Regions from separate parts of the Rattus norvegicus genome. Here regions 2, 3, 4, 5, 6 and 7 are each linked to region 1. A link is a contact called in public Hi-C data. All regions are on one chromosome and are shown on one strand. Each heading gives the region's core, a stretch centred on a gene start, on an enhancer-like site or on the middle of the called end of the contact. The rest is flanking DNA. Distances are from core to core; before and after follow the strand shown.

Region 1 (2,700 bases), core at 187-2,686:
CGGGGCGGGGGAGGGGCAGGGCATGCGGGGCCGGCAGGCGGGCAGGGCGGGGAGCGCGGTGGCACTTACGGTTCGGGCGGTGGGCGAGAGCGATCCGTTGGGGAGGTAGGGGCTCGTCAGGTCGGGGATCATGATGAAGGGGTAGCCGGGATACGGTGGCCCCTTAAAGAGCCCTCCATCTTGCCTCTTGGCCGCTAACATGGCGGGGCGGCGGAGGGGACGGCGGCGGCCGCGCGGCGCGGGAGAGAGCGGGAGAAACTTTTTAGCAAGTGTCCCCCCGAGGGCCCGCGCGCGTCCCCAGGGCCCGGCCGGCGCGGGAACTCGGGTAGGGTGGGTAGGGAGTGGGGCGAGGGCACCCGCCAGGCCGACCCCGGGGAGGGGGAACGCGATCGCGCGGTTTTGGGGGCGCGCGGGGCGCACTCACCTTCTTCCAAACTTTCCCGGGATTTATCTCGGAAACTTTCGGAGCGAGGCGGAGGCCGTCTTTCCGCCTTCCCGGAGGGGCGAGGTGGGGAGGGCGAGGGGTGAGAGCCGCGCCGAGGGGGTGCAGGGAGGGAGGGTCGGCGGAGAAAGGGGTGCAGAAAAACACGGTTACAAGTTTTCGCAGCCAGCAGCCCGGGCCACCGTCCGCGCCGCCCGCAAGCCCGACCCGCCTCGCCTCGCCTTCCAGCCCCGCTCTCCCGGCCGGGGAACCGGCTGGAGCCACCCGCCAGCCCGAGGGGCTCTTCCTACCTCGGAATCGGAGGAGCTGTTTTGATTCGTCTCTGATTCATTGACCAACGACGACTTGACATCGGCTAAATCCCTCTCCGCCGAGGAGTTTTCCGAGTTCTTCTCCTCCTGCTCGCCTTCGTCTTTGAAGGAGATCAGTTCGTCGTTAGCGCCTAGGTCATCTCCTCCACCGCCGTTCAACTGCGGCATTTTTTTTTTCACCCACCAGCAGCAATTTTGGAAGAAAAATGAAGGAGGAAGAAAAGGAAAAAAAAAGAAAAAAAAAGAAAAAAGTTTTGCGAGTCCCCCCCAAAAAAAATACTGCAAGAAAAAGACGAGTCCAAGGTTAACTTTTTTTCCTGCTTTGGGGTCTTTCTCTCCTGGGGAGGGGAAAAGAGGGAGGAGGGGAGGGGAAGGGGGAGATCTTCTGCACGCGTGAGTTTGGGTTTCTTTTTTCTCTCGTTCCCAAGGATCCGATCAATGTGCAAAAAAATAATAAATAAAAAAAGGGGGGGTAAAAAAAAAAAACAACAACAAGAAGAAGTCAGATATAAGAGCAAAGGGGGGGGGAAGCCGAAGACACCGAAGGAGCTCGTGCCGCTCGGATTTGAGTGAGTTGAAGTTAGACTGAGCTTTTCAGTTCAAAGGCGGCGCTGATTGACAGATAGAAAAAGGGGGATCGAAATCCGGAGGAACGGAGTAGTCTGGGAGCGGAGATTATTGACAGGGCGAGAGGAACACACTCGCCTTAATGAGATGCCAGGGGGCGGGGCCTCGCGGGTGACGTGTGCATAAATAAACAGCCGGGGTGGGCGGGGCGGGGGCGGCCAACAATGATCCTTTGGGCGCCGGGAGAGGGAGCGGGGCGGGCCGGGGCCGCGGGAGGCGCGCGGGGTGCGGCCTGTGCGCTGCGTGCGAGCCGGGCGCCCGGACGGTGCGGGCCTCGCTCCTGGAGGGGGCGGGTTCCGAAAGACAATGCGGACCGGGAGAGGAGGGGAAGGGGGTGGCAACCCAGTCCGGAATCTGAGCCGGAGAAGGCGGAAGGAAAGCCCACTTGGGGGGCGGGGATGGGGAGAGGCCCAGAAAAAGTGTTAGCCAGAAGTCCTGAAGATGGGGTCCAGGAGGGGAGGACTATGGGACACAAGGACAGGGTGTTCAGTGATTAAGCCCCCGATGAAGTTGGCCGCACTGGGGCGGGAAGAGACATGACTGGTCCAGAAGAAGGCTCACCCCTCTTGCTCTAAGAGAACCTGGGGAAGCGGAGAGGCTGGGCCATCCACAGGGAGGCTGACCCACAGGGCTCCCCTCCCTTTTTTGTTTAATGACAGTGAATCATGTCATTGAATGTAAAGTCCCACTAGGTTAAATATGACAAGAAGGCGTTTTGTCCAAGAAAACAAATACTATAGGTTTGTCTGGAGTATTAAAAATATCCTTAAGGGTAATGTAAAGTTTTTTTGTTTTTTTTAACTGACGTTGGAAGTAGGAAGTGATGTAGGATTCAAGTCCTTTTCGACTTTGGAGGTGAAATGTTTGGGCGGTAACAGCTCATAGGAAAATAAAAGTGAAACTTCACCAAGCCCTGGGGAGGAGTGGGGCTGGAGTTTTTCTCCAAGAGGGTCTGAGAGGATGTCCAGAGACTGTAGATGTTGAGGGCCCTGGCAGAAGACAGTCACCAAAGCTGGCCTGGAAGCCCTCGGGGAAGAGGTGGGCAGCCTAGGAGTTGAGACCCATGTTTGTTGGTTTTTAAGTTCCAGTGAGGGCAAACTGATTTGCTATGAGATGGTGAAGAAAATGTCGAAGGAGAAAGGCGGGATCCCCAAACCGTGTTGCGGCATGGTAGACTCAGAAGAGCTTTTCCTTGCAAATATCTAATGACAAGTGGACTGGGACATCCAATGTGAAAGAGGAAATATATATACATATATCTTGGAAGGAAATAATAAATCGATAAGAACTGGCAACTACCATTAGGTGTGATGTTGTTCT
Region 2 (2,883 bases), core at 55-2,554, 390 kb before region 1:
CTTTGTTAGGAAGGACAGCCTCGCCTCCACCTATTCCCAACCCTTGTTGGCCACTTGTGTTCTCAGGGATTCAGCCAGCCTTAACCACATTGAAAAGTCATAGACCATTGACTGAGCGGGTATAACTGGGCTTCCATTCCGCGGCCCTCACAATCTCACTGTCTCTGTTGCTACTTCAAAGTGAGACTCAGAGGCAAAGGCTTTCCAGCTGGAGCTGTGAGGGGATGAAGGTGGGATTTCTGATTTCCAGTCCTGCAGTGTCAAGCTTACCCGGACGCTGAAGGGACTACCCTGTTGTTTAGCTTACAGGATTCTGAGCCAAGTTGTCTGAGGCTCTGGTATTTTGATAGTTGATCTTCATGGTTTACTCAATTGGATTATGAAGTACTGTGAGGGTGTTTCCGGAAGCTATCGAATCCTGAAGGCTCTGTGCTAATGGATGGGCCCATCTACTGATGGCATTGGAGGTGGATGTAGAGTGAGGCCTAGATGGAGAGAGTAGGTTACTGGGACATGCCTGGCTCTTTCCAAAGCCCCTTCTTCTGCTTCCTGGCTGGCATGGAGTGAACTGCTCTACTGTGGCACACCTCCTTACAGTGGGACTAACGCCTCCAAAACCAGGAGACCGCAATAATAATTCCTCCCTTTAAGTCGTTTTCCCAGATAACTGGCCACAGCAACCAGCAGCAGCAAATGCTGCTCACTTGGCTGTGCCCACACATTCTTGGTTCCTTCATCTCTAATGCTCAGTAAGGACCCCAGGGGCTAGTCCATGGAGATAGCAATAAGAAACGTGGAGGAGGGAAGAGAGAACGTGACATAAAAGATCTCGTATGATATCCCAGTTAGCTTTTTGTCACGTTGACACAAGCTAGAGTCATCTGGGAAGAAAAAAAAACATAAATTAAGAAAATGTCCCCATCAGATTGGCCTGCTATCAAGTCGGTGGGCATTTTCTTGATCAATAATTGAGGTTAGATGACTCAGCCTACTGTGGGCAGGGCAACCTTGGCAGATGGTCCTGGGTTGTATAAGCAAGAAATCTGAGCAAGCCCTGGATAGCAAGCCCTGGATAGCAAGCCAGTAAGCAGTGTTCCTCTCTGATCTCTGCTTCACTTTCTGCTTACAGAGTTCCCGCTTTGACGTCCTGCCCTGATTTTCCTCACGGATGACTGCGACCTGGAGCTGTAAGTTAGAATAAACTCTCTTCTCTCCAAGTTACTTATGGCCACGGTGTTTTTACCACAGCAACAGAACCCCTGACTAAGCCGCATGACTTAGGAATGACTGGGTATAAATGCATTTAAATTACTTACACTTTCCACCTTATTAGGATCTCCTGGTATGTCTTAAGTGACAGACCCAGTAGTCGTGGTTCTCTACTGCCTAGAGAAAGGAAGCTAGTGGGAGATGTGCTGGATTGCAGGCGCCTTATGGAATCACCCACGGTTCACAGGAAGTAAACACTGACTAGAAACACCGCCATACTTGCCCAAGAGCCCCAGCTAAAGGACTTCAGCTCCCTTCCGGGGACTTTATCAACATACCTTTTTGTGTGGAATAAAACACCTCTTGAAATAACATCTCAACTTGAGGAAAGATGTTTAAAAGAAATGGTCTTGAGGGGAAGAAAGCACACAGGGCTCCCGATGGCTCCCCGAAAGTCATAGGCTGTGTGGAAGCTAAAAGAGGCACTCATATCTTAGTCTTTTACAGTTCCACAATGCTAAGGTTTCTTACCACAGCTATGCACTGTCTCATCTTAAGACATGGAGATACCGGTCCTGTTCTCAGGAGCACGCTCTGTGGAAACTGCCCCTAGAACCTTCTCCACGATTAAAAAGAAAAAAAAAAATGGGAGGAAATTACTTCCTCTAGGCGGCCGTTCCAGGTGGGACACATTACTGCCATTCCTTACCTGAAGGATGAGCTTCGTTAATTCCACCTATTATTTATCGACCCACCCTAGAGCTACACCGTGAGTAAGAGCCAGGAACAGGCCCGGGGAGCCAGGCCTACAGACTGTGCAAGGGAGGTGCCTGCTTGGTCTGAGCATTTCTCTCAAGGAGGCCGACAGTGCGTTACCAGTTTGGGCCTCTGGTCCCGTCTTTATGACATGTGTTCTGGTGGGACAGGAGCCAAGGAAGCTCCTGGCTTCCAAGGAAGGCTTAAAGGCTCCAGAGGCCCGACCCAGCCGAAGGTTCTGGGAAGGCTTCTCTCCACATGCGACTTTGTGGCCGGGAACAGGGAGATGAGGAGCCGGACTGATGAGGTGAGAGGACTGGGATCTGGGCTGAGCACCCAGACAGGCCCTGAGGTTCCCAAGGACAGCCCAGCCTTCAGGAGCCTCAGAGCCTCAAGGGCAGACACAGGATGGGGCCAAGAAGTCACGTGGTAGCTTGAAGAGTGTGGGATTCTAAACTTTTCCCTGAGAACAGTTCAAAGTTCCTGAGAGGTTTCTCCTAACGGGCGTATTCCACTTGGCCCCACCCGGTCCAAACTCTACTCCTGCCAATTATGGGCGCCTTGTGATCCGCTTCATAGCAGAACCAAGCCACCCCAGAGAAGATCCTTTAAGCATGACAGCCTATGTTGCCTCTTCCCCTCTCTTTGTCTCTTGCTGTCTGGTAGAGACCATAAAATCTATCCAGGGAACTTTTGGCGAGGAACGCAAATTAAACTAATTGTTCTAGCCTCACAGCCTTGCCCAGAGCTTCAAAAGGGGCATCGAATACCACCACCCCGACCAGTGAGACAAGCGAATTAAAACTGGTGGGGCCAGAAGTGGCTGTGGATTTGCCAAGGACCTCTTGGCAGGTCCCAGGTACTCTGAGCGTCATGCTTTGGCTGGTAGTCAAGGGAGGACCCTCCCATGTCCTGTCG
Region 3 (2,717 bases), core at 128-2,627, 320 kb after region 1:
AGGGAAGCACCAATGCAGTGCAGCTCAGTTCGGCCCACGCAGACGGCACAGGGAAGCACCCAGCTGCAGTGCAGCTCAGTTCGGCCCACGCAGACGGCACAGGGAAGCACCAATGCAGTGCAGCTCAGTTCGGCCCACGCAGACGGCGCAGGGAAGCACCAATGCAGTGCAGCTCAGTTCGGCCCACGCAGACGGCGCAGGGAAGCACCAATGCAGTGCAGCTCAGTTCGGCCCACGCAGACGGCACAGGGAAGCACCAATGCAGTGCAGCTCAGTTCGGCCCACGCAGACGGCACAGGGAAGCACCAATGCAGTGCAGCTCAGTTCGGCCCACGCAGACGGCACAGGGAAGCACCCAGCTGCAGTGCAGCTCAGTTCGGCCCACGCAGACGGCGCAGGGAAGCACCAATGCAGTGCAGCTCAGTTCGGCCCACACAGACGGCACAGGGAAGCACCCAGCTGCAGTGCAGCTCAGTTCGGCCCACGCAGACGGCGCAGGGAAGCACCAATGCAGTGCAGCTCAGTTCGGCCCACGCAGACGGCACAGGGAAGCACCCAGCTGCAGTGCAGCTCAGTTCGGCCCACGCAGACGGCACAGGGAAGCACCAATGCAGTGCAGCTCAGTTCGGCCCACGCAGACGGCACAGGGAAGCACCCAGCTGCAGTGCAGCACAGTTCGGCCCACGCAGACGGCACAGGGAAGCACCCAGCTGCAGTGCAGCTCAGTTCGGCCCACGCAGACGGCACAGGGAAGCACCAATGCAGTGCAGCTCAGTTCGGCCCACGCAGACGGCACAGGGAAGCACCCAGCTGCAGTGCAGCTCAGTTCGGCCCACGCAGACGGCACAGGGAAGCACCAATGCAGTGCAGCTCAGTTCGGCCCACGCAGACGGCACAGGGAAGCACCAATGCAGTGCAGCTCAGTTCGGCCCACGCAGACGGCACAGGGAAGCACCAATGCAGTGCAGCTCAGTTCGGCCCACGCAGACGGCACAGGGAAGCACCCAGCTGCAGTGCAGCTCAGTTCGGCCCACGCAGACGGCACAGGGAAGCACCAATGCAGTGCAGCTCAGTTCGGCCCACGCAGACGGCACAGGGAAGCACCCAGCTGCAGTGCAGCTCAGTTCGGCCCACGCAGACGGCACAGGGAAGCACCAATGCAGTGCAGCTCAGTTCGGCCCACGCAGACGGCACAGGGAAGCACCAATGCAGTGCAGCTCAGTTCGGCCCACGCAGACGGCACAGGGAAGCACCAATGCAGTGCAGCTCAGTTCGGCCCAAGCAGATGGTGGTTTGACTTTCACACGTGCTCCGCGGCTGGCGTCCTCGTCAGCAGTGTGTCTGTTCCAATGGGCTGATGGCCAGAGTCCTGTTCCTGTGACTCAGGGCAGCTACGCACCTCGCCCATTCACACAGAGGACTTTGGCAGCACCACTTACACAAGCTATGAGATGTGAATCAGCATTCTGTGGCGCCGTTTTCCTGTGTGTCCCCTGTGTTAGACTGGCCTGGCTCCAGCAAGGTTACATAAGCTATAAGCTATACAAGCTGGCCCACCACTGAGGAAGAGAACCGCCGAGCAGTCCCTTTCAGGAATACGACTGGTAGGCTGGAATGCAGACACCAGCCTGTGATAGCATTCTAGAACATCTGAATATTTTGGATAATTCTGCTTTCAAAATTAATCCAATGTAAATACATCATGGTCACTTTGTTTCAAAACTCTATAGAATTAAATGTACTGTACAATTAAATGCACAGACATTTCTTTCTATGTATAACCTCAATTATAGAAAATCCTCTCTATAAATGTATGGTGTGAAGTTGTCAGTTCAACTTGCTGGACATGAGCTACAGACACACACCCCCGTCCCCACCCACTGAAAGGGCCAGTGGCTCTGCCACAGCCCACGGGTCAATGCAGAAGTGCGAGGGAGAAACGCTTGGCCGTAAGACGTCAGCCCACAGCCTGGGCAGCTCATCCTACTGTCAGTCACGCTGAGTTGTAGGGAAGAATGGAGGGGAGCAAGCCGGCCCAGGCAAGGGAGCTGCTGTCACATACACGAACAGGCCCCTACTTCCCAGGCAAGGCAGACCTGGTGAGGGAGCAGTGTTTGGGGCCATGCTGACATTCTCCCAGAAGTGAGCATAGAGTGCATGTTACCTTGGGAATGAAAGTCATTTTGGTGAGCTTGGTCTTTTCTTTTCCTATCATATTCCTCCGCACTCATATTGCTCAGTCATAACCTGGGAAATAGCTTGACTTCTTAAGCAAAGTGGGGACTCTATCCCTCATGAGTTCTCACTATCAGGCTCTGCCACCCACTGTCAGCTGCTCCAGTTAATCCTCCGTTACAGTCCTGGACACTGGGATAGGGCTTTGGTAGCAGCAGCAAAGTCACCTATGATAATAGTAATAATGGTGAGGGGATGCTGAGCAAGCAGGACCAATAAAGTCAAGGACACATGTGTCCCTGTCTCTTCTGAGTCTGTGCTAAGCTAGATGTTCTTCAATGCGCTGTGGACTGTAGGCGAGCGGTCTGTCCACACCTCAGTGCCTCAGCTTCCCTGAAAGCTCAATGTGAACTCTGACACGGTGTGCTTTAGAGATGGGAGAAGACAGGAGTGTGGTATATGTGACTGACACAGTGTGCTTTACAAATGGTAGAGGACAGGAGTGCGGTATATGTGACTGACACAGTGTGCTTTACAAATGG
Region 4 (2,797 bases), core at 218-2,717, 410 kb after region 1:
CATTAAAACAGAGATGGCTTTTTGACTATGGCAATTAGCTTCTTCATGTTCCAAACACCAAGTAACATTTTCCCATTAATTTTTAAACCAATGTGGCTTTAACTTAAAATAAACTGTACATCAAAAGAATGGAAAATAAACAGCCAGGAACACAATTTGACGAATTGGATTTATTTAGTTTATTTATCTAAACAGGGACCATTGGATCTCTTTAATAGGCTGACAGTTGCACTGGGCTGGTTAATAAAACATTCAACACAGTGTCTTCAGCCAATATAGAAATGCAAATCCCATCAGAAATATTTTATTCATGAGGCAGTAATTTCTGTTCCTAGCACAGTCGCTTCCTTCCTTCCTTCTCTTTCTTTTCTGTTTTTGATGGCGCTCTGCAAACAAACAGTGCCATCTAGTGACTAATGAGAGAGTCCAGTCAGTCACAGGCTTAGCGTTAATCTGACACATTTTTAACTCATTTTTCTTATTTCAAGTAAGATGACAGATACAAGTAAACAGAAAGGTTGAAAGCAGCTTCCCATTAAGAAATATTATAACTTAGAAAACTTCTAAAACCATAAACCATATACATGTACACATGAGAGCGCACACACACACACACACACACACACACACACACACACACCAATTTACCACTCTATCTAGAAAATACATACTTCATCTATTTAGAAAAATCAAAATGTTATAAAGCCTAAATAAAAAACTGGCTCTTAATGGTACCATAATCTTAATTTCTTTTTTAGAAAAACCATTGTCACATAAGGAACTCTTCTTAATTAAACAACAAACCCATGTCAGACTCTGACAACACCGAAAGACAGGTAAGCTTACACAGGATGCATATGTGCGCGCACACATATCTGTACCAGGGCACGCATGGCCTGTCTGCCAGGCTTCTGTGAATATAGAAGTTGTTTCCACAGGTCATCAAAGTCCACAGTACCTAAGGACTAAGGACCTAATATTCTCAAGACTGAGGATAAAATTACTCACACTGGAAAATGTCAAAGCCTCCTAAATCAAGGAAATCTATTATGGCCCACCGCAAAAGTTAGCACAAAGTCCCAACAAGACAATCCAGTGTGCCAAGATCATACTACTACTTCACTGAAGAACACGTGATGAGGGACGGTCAAGGGCATGAACCTGTGATATTTCCTACATGGGGAGGCCAGAGCAATGCACAGCTCGCCTGCTTCCCTGGAGGCAGGGTTATGGCTGCCTTCCTAAGACAATGTGTGTGCACCACTTATGCTCAACTTTGTAGGGCTACCAAGATTAAGAGTCTAAAACAAAAATCTTACTAACAAAGATGGCTGCTTGCACAACAGCTTTCTAATCACTTGCCCTGGTGCAGTATGACAAAATCCTCTTCTGTAGAAGGATCATGTGTGCACACATGCACATGCTTTCCCTGAAAGGTCACAGGCAGGGACAAGTGCCTCAGAGAAAGAGTCTGTGGTTTCAGTGAGTTCAGAGTTCAGCAAGCTTGGAGAACCACAGATGTCTGCCAGCCTTGTCACAGCTGTGACTCTTCCTGGGGAGGAGGCCCTTAGAAAAAGAATCCCAGCTGCATCCCACCCTGGAGTTGGTGAAAGCCCCAGTCACAGAGACTTCTCCTCAACTGTTTGACACACTTTAGAAGGAGTGGAGGTGCTCAGCTCCCATCCACCCCCGGTTGTTATTTCTCAGTGCAGAAGTGACTGTCAGTGAGCATGTGAGGAGAAGAAGCCAGAACAAACCGCCTAGTGGTGAGCTGCAAAGCTGGAAACTCTTTATTGATCTATCTTTTTAGAAATGATACCAATTAAAAACCCTACTGGAATATATTCACCGCAGCACAGTAAGTTGTGAAGGAAATAAATAGAAATATACAGGGGTTGGGAATTTAGCTCAGTGGTAGAGCGCTTGCCTAGCAAGCGCGAGGCCCTGGGTTTGGTCCCCAGCTCTGAAAAAAAAAAAAGAAAAAAGAAATATACAGGTATCCAGCCGATGTTAGGATCGTTGAAAAAACATGCTTCCATTAAAATGATCTAGAGATTATGGAAATTTAAACTGTAACATTAGAACACATATTTATAGAATGTGGACGGTGTGACATCATTGTTATGGAAAACTATTTACAGGAAAGGAGAGATTAGAAAACAGCCACCCACCAGCATTTCTGACCTCAGCCATTCTGACTGGTGTGAGGTGGAATCTCAGGGTCGTTTTGATTAGCATTTCCCTGATGACTAAGTATGTTCAACGTTTCTCTAAGTGCTTCTCAGCCATTTGCAATTCCTCGGCTGCGAATTCTCTATTTAGCTCTGTACTCTACTTTTTAATAGGGTTAGTTGGTTCTCTGGAGTCTAACTTCTTGAGTTCTTTGTATATTTTGAATATTAGCACTCTATCGGATGTAGGGTTGGTAAATAGATATTGGTGAGGATGTGGAGAAAGGAACACTCCTCCATTGCTGGTGGGACCACAAGCTGGTACAACCACTCTGGAAATCAGTCTGGAGGTTCCTGAGAAAATTGGACATAGTACTATACCACTCCTAGACTCAGCTATACCACTCCTGGGCATATATCCAGAAGATGTTCCAACATACAACAAAGACACATGCTCCACTATGTTCATAGCAGCCTTACTTATAATAGCCAGAAGCTGGAAAGGACCCAGATGCCCTTGAACAGAGGAATGGATTCAAAAAATGTGGTACATCTACACAATGGAGTACTACTTAGCTATCAAAAACAGTGACTACATGAAATTCATAGGCAAATGGATGGAACTA
Region 5 (3,047 bases), core at 377-2,876, 500 kb before region 1:
AGACAGGGATTAGAGCTAATAAATCAGGAGTCAGGATGTAGGATACATACACAGTGCCAGAGGCTACACACACACACACACACACACACACACACACACACATACACACACACATGCACACACGCACACACACAGGGCTTGTCAGAGGAAAGAAAATCCATCATCCTCAGCTTAGGCACCCAGGAGGCACCAACCGGCAGGAAGTGGCCTGCAGGAAGTCCTTGAGACAGGAAAGGAAATAGTCATGCAGGGTCTATTTACTCTGGAGACTTAGTATCTGAGGGGCATGGCTGCCGCTTTTAAGAACCAAATAGATCTTCTTGAGAGAATTTTGTCAAACCTTGGGTCTTTACCACGGTTCCTGAAGGCACTTCCTGGGAGTTTCTCTCCCTGTAGGACTGTCCTTGTGCCCATGAGAATTCATAGCGGTGTCTCCAACTTCTGTTCATTCTGTTCCTCCAACAACTCGGTTCCCGGTGACCAGAAATAAGCCAGGGCACTACTGAATATCCTAGCTAGGGAGCTAGGCTAAGCTGTCCCCACCCGAGGATCACCAGAAAGATAAAGGCTGGATTCGGTTTTCCGTTCATCTACCGATGCTCCAGAGAGTTACTGCCTCCTGCCAGTCACGGACAGTGCATGCACCTGCCAGCCACAGATAGCGCATGCGCCTGCCAGTCATCGATAGCGCATGCTCCAGGCCTTGGCTTTTTGTAACCTCCTAGATCTATGCCTGCCATGCTCGCTTTCCCACTGTGTATTCTTGCGAGGTTTCCCATTCCCCAGGTTTGGGGTGTTCCTTAGGTTTCTTTTGTCCTGGAACCCACACATTCAGGTGCGTTGTTTAGATGAGCTGTTCTACCCAGGAGGGAGCAGTCGGGATCCCACACAGGGGAAAATACGGGTCCTCCCAGCGGCCCCCTGCTGGGATGAGTTATAGAATCAGTAAACACTGGCTTGGCACAGGAGACTTCTCAGTGGAGCTGCCTGCAGGTTGTGTGGGAGACTTGGGGTACAGCCTTTCGGAGTGCTCTCCTGTGCCAGCGGCCGCGGCGGGGGCTTTTTAGTCATGCAGCAGCAGCTTGTGTTAGTTTCCAGTTAGTAACCTGCTCCCATCCATGTCCCTGTCCATCCCTTTTAGGGCCATCTTCTGACTATCCAACTCCACGGCCTTCCCATCCCGTCATTCCAGCCATTGGCTGCCACGTGCATGTGGTGTTGCATTTCCCCTGAGTGTAGACCTCTTGGGACAGGCCTCTGCCTGGTCTGCCTCAAAAGGCATCTGCAAGCATGGGAGTGCCAAGGGCTGACACAGAAGGAAGGATGAGAGACACCGCTGAAGACTTTACTACTCTTGTGTCCCAGAGGAGTGGACCCTTGTCACCAGGGTAGCAGACAGAAGTACGGTGAAGAGAAGTCAGGGCCTGAGCCTTTGCCTGGCCTACACGGGAACAGCAAGACACATTGGGACTGGCTTCAGGGAGAAATCAGGGTAGGGTGTGGGCTCCATGGGTGGCCCCTTTCCCAGGGTGGGGGAATGCTGGGAAATTGGGATTGTGACCACAACAGTCTCTGTTCACCCCTCAGCACTCCATTAAGGCCTAAGAGGCATTGGGTGGTGTGAGTCATGAATTCCTGTGTCATGTTGTTTCTTCTCCTGTAGGCACGAATGGAGAATAAGACAGAGACATCAGTTCCCTTAGAAAGGATGTGGCAGAGAGGAGGCCACTGACCCAGATCTGCGTGAGACTAAGCACTTAGCTTGGAGCTGGACCAAGTTGGTTCAAATTACTGGGGCAAAGTCACACCTTAGCCTCTAGCTCTTCTTCCTCAAGCTGCACATGCAGAGACAGCTTGGGGCAGCGAATGGGACTTGGATTATACACTGAATGTACGAGGTGCCGGCTGATCTTGGGAGACTTAGGATTTCCTCGGAGACAGGAAGAGTCAAAAGAGATCTGGACAGGGTGGGGATACTAAGGCCAAAGGGATTCTGGGAGGTAAGGGAGGTGAGGGGGTTAGCCAGGGAGCACTGAGTACCAGGCAGTGTTTGTGAGGGGGCTAGCCAGGGAGCACTGAGTACCAGGCAGTGCTTATCCCAGAGAGATAAAGGGAGGCTGGGACACTGGGCTCCTGATCTTCATTTATACCGCTCTGGATGTTCGAAACCCTTGCCCGTCCTTCATGGTATTTGATTCTCACAACACAGTAGGGTAGACATTTTTTCTCAGTGACCAGGAAAGAGCGGCCCGGGGCTTACAGATGGACATAAAGAACAGGGAGGTGAGGCAGGACCAGATTCTAAGCCAAGTCCTCTGCCTCTAAATTCACTCTGATTTTCAAAGGACAGCAACGTGATGAAAAACACTTTTGATACCACTGTGGTAACAGCTACCGTTTGTCTCGGGCTGGGCGCTACGCTCAGAGCCTTGAAGTCATCGCTGTCACCATGTTCCTGTGAGGAAGGTCCTCTAATCCTCCACTGTGCTCAGGTGGGGAAGCTGAAGCCCAGAGAGATTAAGACACTTGCCCACGGGGCAGAGCCGTGATTGGAACCAAGATGAATCTGGCTTCAAATCTGTGTGTGTGACCTTTGTAATATTTCGCCTGGCCCTCAAAGAGGTGGGCTCCGGGGGCCCTTGTCCCCACGACCTGATGCTGTTTGAAAAGATAGGAGGAAAGGAAGGCAGCTCTCCAAACCTTCAGCTTATCTGAGCTACAGACAGCATACGGCTTCCTCAGGAAGGGTAAGGAAGAAGACTGTCTGAGTCCTGGGTCCACAGGTGACCCACTCAGAGCAGGTCTTCACACCTGCGGCCTTCTCCCAAGGCCTAGATACAGTCACTTTGCCAGTGCCTTCCCAGTGGAGTCTGTACTAAAGAGGGCTGTGGTGGTTTGGACTTGAAACATCTCCACAGGCTTGTGCTCAGAAAATTCAGCTCCCGATGCACAGTACTGTTTGGAAGAATGTAGGCCTGTTAAGAGGTGGGGCCTGACTGGTCCAGAAAGAGGCACAAGGGGCGGGCCTTTGAAAGTTATCCGGCCCC
Region 6 (2,700 bases), core at 200-2,699, 280 kb before region 1:
TAACACACACAAACATATGCACACATTCATACATACACACTCATACAAACATACCCCATATACAGGTACAACAGAGAGAGAGAGAGAGAGAGAGAGAGAGAGAGAGAATGTAACTATGCAACCAAGTGATTTTGAGTACTATAAATCCGTTGGACTTCCTTTGACTTTTAAACACCCCCTCATATTTCTATGCTGGTGGGCATGTTCCCTACAATCCTAAAAATTTGAATTCTCTTGTCAAACCACAGCTTCCTCTAGTGTTCTCTCACATCTGCTAATCAGATAGATGTCTTCAAAATCACCCTCATCCCCACCCTAACCAGCTCAGACGCAGGTGCCCATACAGAACAACATCCCGGTAGCCCTTCCACTCTGACAGAAAACAAGCTGTTAGATGGTGAGCATGGTACACAGTGAGGATGCATGCTCTCAGACTCCAACTATGACGGCGGATGCAGACAATGTCAGCCAATCGGATGGCTGACACAGACAATGCTAGCCAATCGGATGGCTGACGCGGACAATGTCAGCCAATCGGGAACTGCTATTTAAAAAAAGATGCTTTCTTGGGACTAATGGGGCGTGGGTAGAGGGTGTTAAAGGAGCTTGTAGCTGCGTTCAGACAAGCTTGTTGCTGCGTTTCTCACCTGCTCCTGGATTCTGTGCTGTTGATTCCCAAGCACCTCCAACCCCCAAGGACAAGTAGAGTTGGGAAGTGGGTGGCCCAGGCCACAGGCAGCATCTGACGCCCAATGTGCGGTCTATGGACTACTTCATCATCCTCGTTTTGTGGCGGCTTGCGAACCTCGGGGAGGGGGGAGGGGAGGGGAAAGGGAAGGAGAAGGGGGAAGAGGGAGGGAGTCATAAAAACCCCCAAGTGGCCCAGTTCTGGGCCACAAAGTCTCAGTATAAAGCACATGGCAGCCGCACACGACAGCGTGCCTGCTACAAGTGGTCCTCAGCAGCTGCCTTTCCATCCATCAGAGCTCCACCCAAGACATTACTGGGTCACACCAGGCAGGGTGTTCATGGCATGGCCAATGGGTATGGCTGGGCTGGTTCTCTGCTCCCAACAGTTAGGTGAAGCCTGAGAGCTGGCTTCTGGGGGAGCTGAGGCTCTCTGAGTGGAGTGCCCTAGACTGGGCTCAGGAGGAGCTGGAGGTGAAGGGTCATTTCCGCAGTGGAACTTGGGGTCAGGAGGAGCAGCAGGCGCTGCTGGGAACTTGACTGTGCAGCCCTGTGTCTTTTGTTGCCTTCGATTGTCCCTCCCGCAGCCTGCCATTGGGACCCCTGAATGCACTGCACACATTCTTGGCAGGCTGGGGCCTCAGTGCTGGGCTCAGGTTCATTAATCTGCCTGCCATTGAGCTGCTATGAAAAGGGGAAATTGTTTCAGGATCCAGAGAAGTAAGGGTGAAGGGATGAAGCAGGAGGAAGGCCCAGGCCGACTTCCCATGTGCAGCCAGGGCTGGGGCGCTGAGGCCCGGAGCCCAGAGCACCAGAAAGAGCTGGCAAGTCCTTCCCTGGAAAAACCTTCGGTGCACGTGGCCAGGCCATTAATTAGCCCAGTAACAGACGCTAACCCTGAGTCACCATGGAGCACAGACAATAAGGCCTGTGTGCTAAGGGAGATGACAAATGAGGGACACAGAGGGGAGGGTGACAGCAGAAAGGAAGATGAGGACCAGAAGGACTGCTGGGGCCAGAGAGCTGCAGTGAATCCCAAAGGCTGGCTGTGATGGAGAAGAGAACCTGAGATTGACCAGAGCCATGTAGAGATCTTCCCTTCCACTCCAAATGGACAAATGACAGTTTCGACAGCCACAGAATAGGCTTGCGTTGGGCTGAGTCCCTTTACGAAGGCCATAATCCAGAAGTGTGGGGCTGCTGAGTTCATTTTTTAATTGGAAATAGTATTTCCTTGTGTGGACATGCCACATTATTTATCTGTTTGCCAGTTGATGCACACTTGATCACTTCTACGTTTCGGTTCTTGCAAACAATGCTGCTTCGGGCTCATGTGTAGGTTTTACGGGGGTGATTTGACCTTGAACTCAGAGATCTGCTTGCTTCTGTCTCTTGGGATTAAAGGCATGTACCCCCTTGCTTGGGCCTAAGCTTTTCATGGCCACTGTTCCTCAAGATCCAGATTAAGTCTTTGTCTTTTAGCCTCAAGATCTGAATCACAAGTGTGCCCTCAGTTTGTGGACTGTAGTTTGTAGTGGTTTGTATATGCTTAGCCCAGGAAGTGGCACTATTAGACTTCATCTTCGGATGAAAATGTAGAACTCTCAGCCCTGCCTGTGCCATGCCTGCCTGGATGCTGCCATGCTTCCGCCTTGATGATGATGGACTGAACCTCCGAACCTGCAAGCCAGCCCCAATTAAATGATGTTCTTATAAGAGTTTCCTTGGTCATGGTATCTACTCACAGCAGTAAAACCTAACTAAGACATAGTTCATTCCAGTTCATTCCAAACTATTCTTTGTTCAATTGCAAACATGAACAATAAGCTTAGCTGGGTGGGATCTTGCTCTGAGATCATCACTCCTTTAATCTCTATCTTCTTGAACATGGGATTCAGCTTCCTTTCATTTCCTGGTGCCCCTTTATTATTACTTGAACCACACATTTTATATTTCTCCTTTCTATGTTTGCTACACTTGTTCAAAACACTCTTCATGAGAGTTAACCAGAGA
Region 7 (2,780 bases), core at 57-2,556, 330 kb before region 1:
GACCCTGGGTTCAGTGTGTGTGTGTGTGTATTGTGTGTGTGTGTACTGTGTGTGTGTATTGTGTGTAGTGTGTATATTGTGTGTGTGTGGTGTGGGGAGAGAGAAAGAGAGAGAAAGAGAGAGAAAGAGAGAGAGAGAGAGAGAGAGAGAGAGAGAGAGAGAGAGAGAGAGAGAGAGAGAATACAGGGTGAGGAATTGGGATAATATTTGCTCCGTTCAAATGTAAAATCTTGCTATTTGTATTGTCTAACTATTCAGCAGGTCATACTGGTTATATTTTATGCATTATAATTACTGGGAAGCGAATACCCTCAAACACCTCCATAACTAAAACATTTGTTGTTTTTCTTCCCCCACCTCCTACAAGTGGTGTCAGCTGGAGGAGCCTTACAGTTAGGCAAGCACGCCACTGCTAAGCTGTACCCTACCCCAAAGCACTGATGTCTTGTTTGGGAACAAGGTTATTCCAAGCAGCTGTAGAACTGCTGAGCTCAGCTCTTCTTCGCTAAACTTAGTTCGTTCAGCTTGGTGATGTGTGTTTTCCTTCAGGGATGCGGGCTGAAGTTGCCTCGGCTCTTCCTGGTAGAGAACAAATGTTCCCGAGGTCACATGGAAGCACTTGATGCCAGCCAGAGTCTCTGCTCACAGCCCGCACACTTGTCTCCTCTACTCACATTCGTGGGTCAGGTGCACGACAAATGGTGAGACCGAAAACAAACAGCCAGGAATGTCTGGAACAGTAAGAGCAGGGTCGGCTACCACGCTAGCTACTCCTCCGTGCCTGTGGTAAAATGCCATGACCAAAGGCTAGGGAGGAAGGGAAGAAAGGTTTATTTTGGTTTCCGGTTCCAGAGGGACAGAGTCCGTGATGGTGAGAGGCATAGCAGAGGGAGAGTAAGGTCAGCCGACAGGAAACAGAGTCACGTTTCTACCCCCACACAGAGAGAGCAGAGAGGGAAAGAACAGGGTCAGGGTGAGGCTGTAAATCCTCAGGGTCTTTCCGTCTGCTCTAAGGGCTGCTGGGAAGAGGTAGCGCAGCCGCACTCGGCTGTGGGGCTTGGTTCCCTCCATTGATTTGGCCGAGTCATGGCGTTTAGCGCCGAATCCAATGCGAGATGTTACTACGAAGGAGGAGAATTTTGTATGAACTTTCTGTCTAAAAGAGGGGGTTTTGAATAATATGAATCAGTTTCCATCACGTGGGCGGGGCGTCTCATCCATCCAGTCAGTTAAAGGCCTGACAGGAACCCACGCTGATCTCCCTTTGACAAGAAGGAGTTCGACAAGCACGTGGCTTTGGGTCTGGACCGCAACTCCTACAGGCTTCCCTGCCTGCCAGCTCCCCTGATGATGTGGCACTTGGCAGTATCCTTAAACCTACACTCAGAAAAACAAATGCGTGCTTTGGCTTCTGTTTCTCAGGAGAACTCTGCTCATCAGCGTGCGGTGGGTGAAGGGCGGCCTCTGCTGAGATTTGGGTCAGTGTTCTGGGAGAAATTCTCCCTTCCTCTGGCATCCTCCAGCCCCCTGAGTGCTGACTCCGGGAAGCCCGTCCAGCACCATGATCCTGCTTTTGAAAACTTGTCTGTCTTGGGGGCCCAGCAGGCACCTCAGTCTGGATGTTATCCACGAGTCCTGCAGCCCAGTGACTAGTGTGGTGTCCAGGACATTGAATCGGAATGCTGTAATGCTGGCTGGCTGTGCTGTACTCCGAAACTGGTTTTTGTCATTATTGATGCTGATTCTTTTTAAAAGCTTTCTTTTTCTGTGTGTTTTATGTGTAGGGGTAGTGCCTCTGCGTGTATTTCTGCACACCAGGAGACACATCAGACAGTTGTAGGCTGCCATACGGGTGCTGGGAATTGAACTCAAACCTTTGGAAGAGTAGTGATTATTGACTTTTCTTATTTTAAGGACACATTCTCATGTAGCCCAAGCTGGCCTCTAACTCATCTTGTAGCTACAGAGGGTCTTGAGGTGATGGTCTCTGTTCCTCCACTCCGCAGATACCATAATTACAGATCTGTACTGACGTTTCTGTCTTCTGCTGCTTTATAATCAGTCTGGTTCCAGAAAGATCTGTGCTCAACACTGGTTCCCGCATGGTTTATGCCTTGTTTTGCTTGCCCAGGCTTTCATCTTTGGGTTTATGTATCTGTAGGTGTTTTGAATTTAGAAAGTCTGGGTAGATAGATCCTGAGGCATCTTTAACCTGAATTATTCATGCTTGTCCAAGGGCTGGGGTGGGGTTACACCAGTTAGAGATCCTGACAACCAGGTGACTAGGGAACTTTCACTCCTGTGCTTGTCCTAGGGCTGAGTCTTCCTGTGGAAATATTTTGCTGGCTACAGGTATGTCCTTTAACCTAGTTCTGGGAATTTCTGGATTCTTCCTTGCTCCCTTCATTCCTAGAAGCAGGAGGATGTTGTCAGAGGAACCTTCCACAGGAGGTAGCCCCCGGTGAGTCATGAAGAATGTTCAAGAGTCTTGCTACGGCCGGCCGAAGGTATTGTTCCCCCAGGGCCTGCAAGGAAGAGAAAGCCCTGAGACAGGAGCAAACTGGCCAAGACGTGCTGTGAGATCCTGTGCGAGCTTGCTGCCACCTGGCACTGTGCTGTCCAGGGGTGCCCGAAGCTCACTACGGGCAGTCATTTGTTAGACAGGACTCAGTGCAGACCACCTTCCTTTACACAGAGAGGATGCAGCCATGTCTCAACCATACAAGGCCTTACAGCTCCATTTTAAGCCTTTAAGACGGGCTACGCAAAGTTGGCCGCCA

Evidence for each region. A called contact is a pair of places that touch in the nucleus more often than the background predicts.
Region 2: a Hi-C map of the A7r5 cell line shows a contact between it and region 1, with 3 times the contacts expected there. The contact joins the enhancer-like site here to the promoter of Tcf7l2 in region 1. A contact is called at or near these places in 5 of 12 Hi-C or Micro-C datasets (the A7r5 cell line, Schwann cells, frontal cortex and 2 more) and 1 of 1 datasets of contacts at active chromatin or transcription factors (oligodendrocytes).
Region 3: a contact with region 1 is called in a Hi-C map of mammary epithelial cells, with 3 times the contacts expected there. The contact joins the enhancer-like site here to the promoter of Tcf7l2 in region 1. A contact is called at or near these places in 2 of 12 Hi-C or Micro-C datasets (Schwann cells and mammary epithelial cells) and 1 of 1 datasets of contacts at active chromatin or transcription factors (oligodendrocytes).
Region 4: a contact with region 1 is called in a Hi-C map of Schwann cells, with 11 times the contacts expected there. The contact joins the enhancer-like site here to the promoter of Tcf7l2 in region 1. A contact is called at or near these places in 3 of 12 Hi-C or Micro-C datasets (the A7r5 cell line, Schwann cells and frontal cortex) and 1 of 1 datasets of contacts at active chromatin or transcription factors (oligodendrocytes).
Region 5: a Hi-C map of the A7r5 cell line shows a contact between it and region 1, with 4 times the contacts expected there. The contact joins the enhancer-like site here to the promoter of Tcf7l2 in region 1. A contact is called at or near these places in 1 of 12 Hi-C or Micro-C datasets (the A7r5 cell line) and 1 of 1 datasets of contacts at active chromatin or transcription factors (oligodendrocytes).
Region 6: a Hi-C map of Schwann cells shows a contact between it and region 1, with 7 times the contacts expected there. The contact joins the enhancer-like site here to the promoter of Tcf7l2 in region 1. A contact is called at or near these places in 1 of 12 Hi-C or Micro-C datasets (Schwann cells) and 1 of 1 datasets of contacts at active chromatin or transcription factors (oligodendrocytes).
Region 7: a Hi-C map of mammary epithelial cells shows a contact between it and region 1, with 2.1 times the contacts expected there. The contact joins the enhancer-like site here to the promoter of Tcf7l2 in region 1. A contact is called at or near these places in 1 of 12 Hi-C or Micro-C datasets (mammary epithelial cells) and 1 of 1 datasets of contacts at active chromatin or transcription factors (oligodendrocytes).

The regions. Positions count from the first base shown.
Region 1 is chr1:264,790,071-264,792,770 of GRCr8, reverse strand. It overlaps Tcf7l2 (transcription factor 7 like 2), which reads right to left and starts at 1,436. Exons shown (of 15, transcript NM_001415805.1): 1 at 733-1,436; 2 at 425-491; 3 at 70-194. The coding sequence starts at 921. LOC120100061 (a long non-coding RNA gene) reads left to right here and starts at 190. Exons shown (of 2, transcript XR_005499758.1): 1 at 190-325; 2 at 608-970.
Region 2 is chr1:265,176,597-265,179,479 of GRCr8, reverse strand. It overlaps LOC103691380 (a long non-coding RNA gene), which reads left to right. Exons shown (of 4, transcript XR_590740.4): 3 at 1,130-1,187. Among named protein-coding and RNA genes, the nearest start is that of Habp2, 140 kb to the left of the region's middle. Within about 2 kb of position 1,304, at least 5 of the 93 cell types and tissues checked have an H3K27ac peak or open chromatin away from gene starts, as enhancers often do. A contact at or near this core is called in the A7r5 cell line, where this site is marked.
Region 3 is chr1:264,468,476-264,471,192 of GRCr8, reverse strand. The region is part of intron 5 of Vti1a (vesicle transport through interaction with t-SNAREs 1A); the gene reads right to left. Among named protein-coding and RNA genes, the nearest start is that of Vti1a, 110 kb to the right of the region's middle. Within about 2 kb of position 1,377, at least 21 of the 93 cell types and tissues checked have an H3K27ac peak or open chromatin away from gene starts, as enhancers often do.
Region 4 is chr1:264,380,436-264,383,232 of GRCr8, reverse strand. The region is part of intron 3 of Vti1a (vesicle transport through interaction with t-SNAREs 1A); the gene reads right to left. Among named protein-coding and RNA genes, the nearest start is that of Vti1a, 20 kb to the right of the region's middle. Within about 2 kb of position 1,467, at least 4 of the 93 cell types and tissues checked have an H3K27ac peak or open chromatin away from gene starts, as enhancers often do. A contact at or near this core is called in Schwann cells, where this site is marked.
Region 5 is chr1:265,294,575-265,297,621 of GRCr8, reverse strand. No RefSeq gene overlaps it. Among named protein-coding and RNA genes, the nearest start is that of Habp2, 25 kb to the left of the region's middle. Within about 2 kb of position 1,626, at least 3 of the 93 cell types and tissues checked have an H3K27ac peak or open chromatin away from gene starts, as enhancers often do. A contact at or near this core is called in the A7r5 cell line, where this site is marked.
Region 6 is chr1:265,070,675-265,073,374 of GRCr8, reverse strand. No RefSeq gene overlaps it. Among named protein-coding and RNA genes, the nearest start is that of Habp2, 250 kb to the left of the region's middle. Within about 2 kb of position 1,449, at least 36 of the 93 cell types and tissues checked have an H3K27ac peak or open chromatin away from gene starts, as enhancers often do. A contact at or near this core is called in Schwann cells, where this site is marked.
Region 7 is chr1:265,115,512-265,118,291 of GRCr8, reverse strand. No RefSeq gene overlaps it. Among named protein-coding and RNA genes, the nearest start is that of Habp2, 200 kb to the left of the region's middle. Within about 2 kb of position 1,306, at least 26 of the 93 cell types and tissues checked have an H3K27ac peak or open chromatin away from gene starts, as enhancers often do.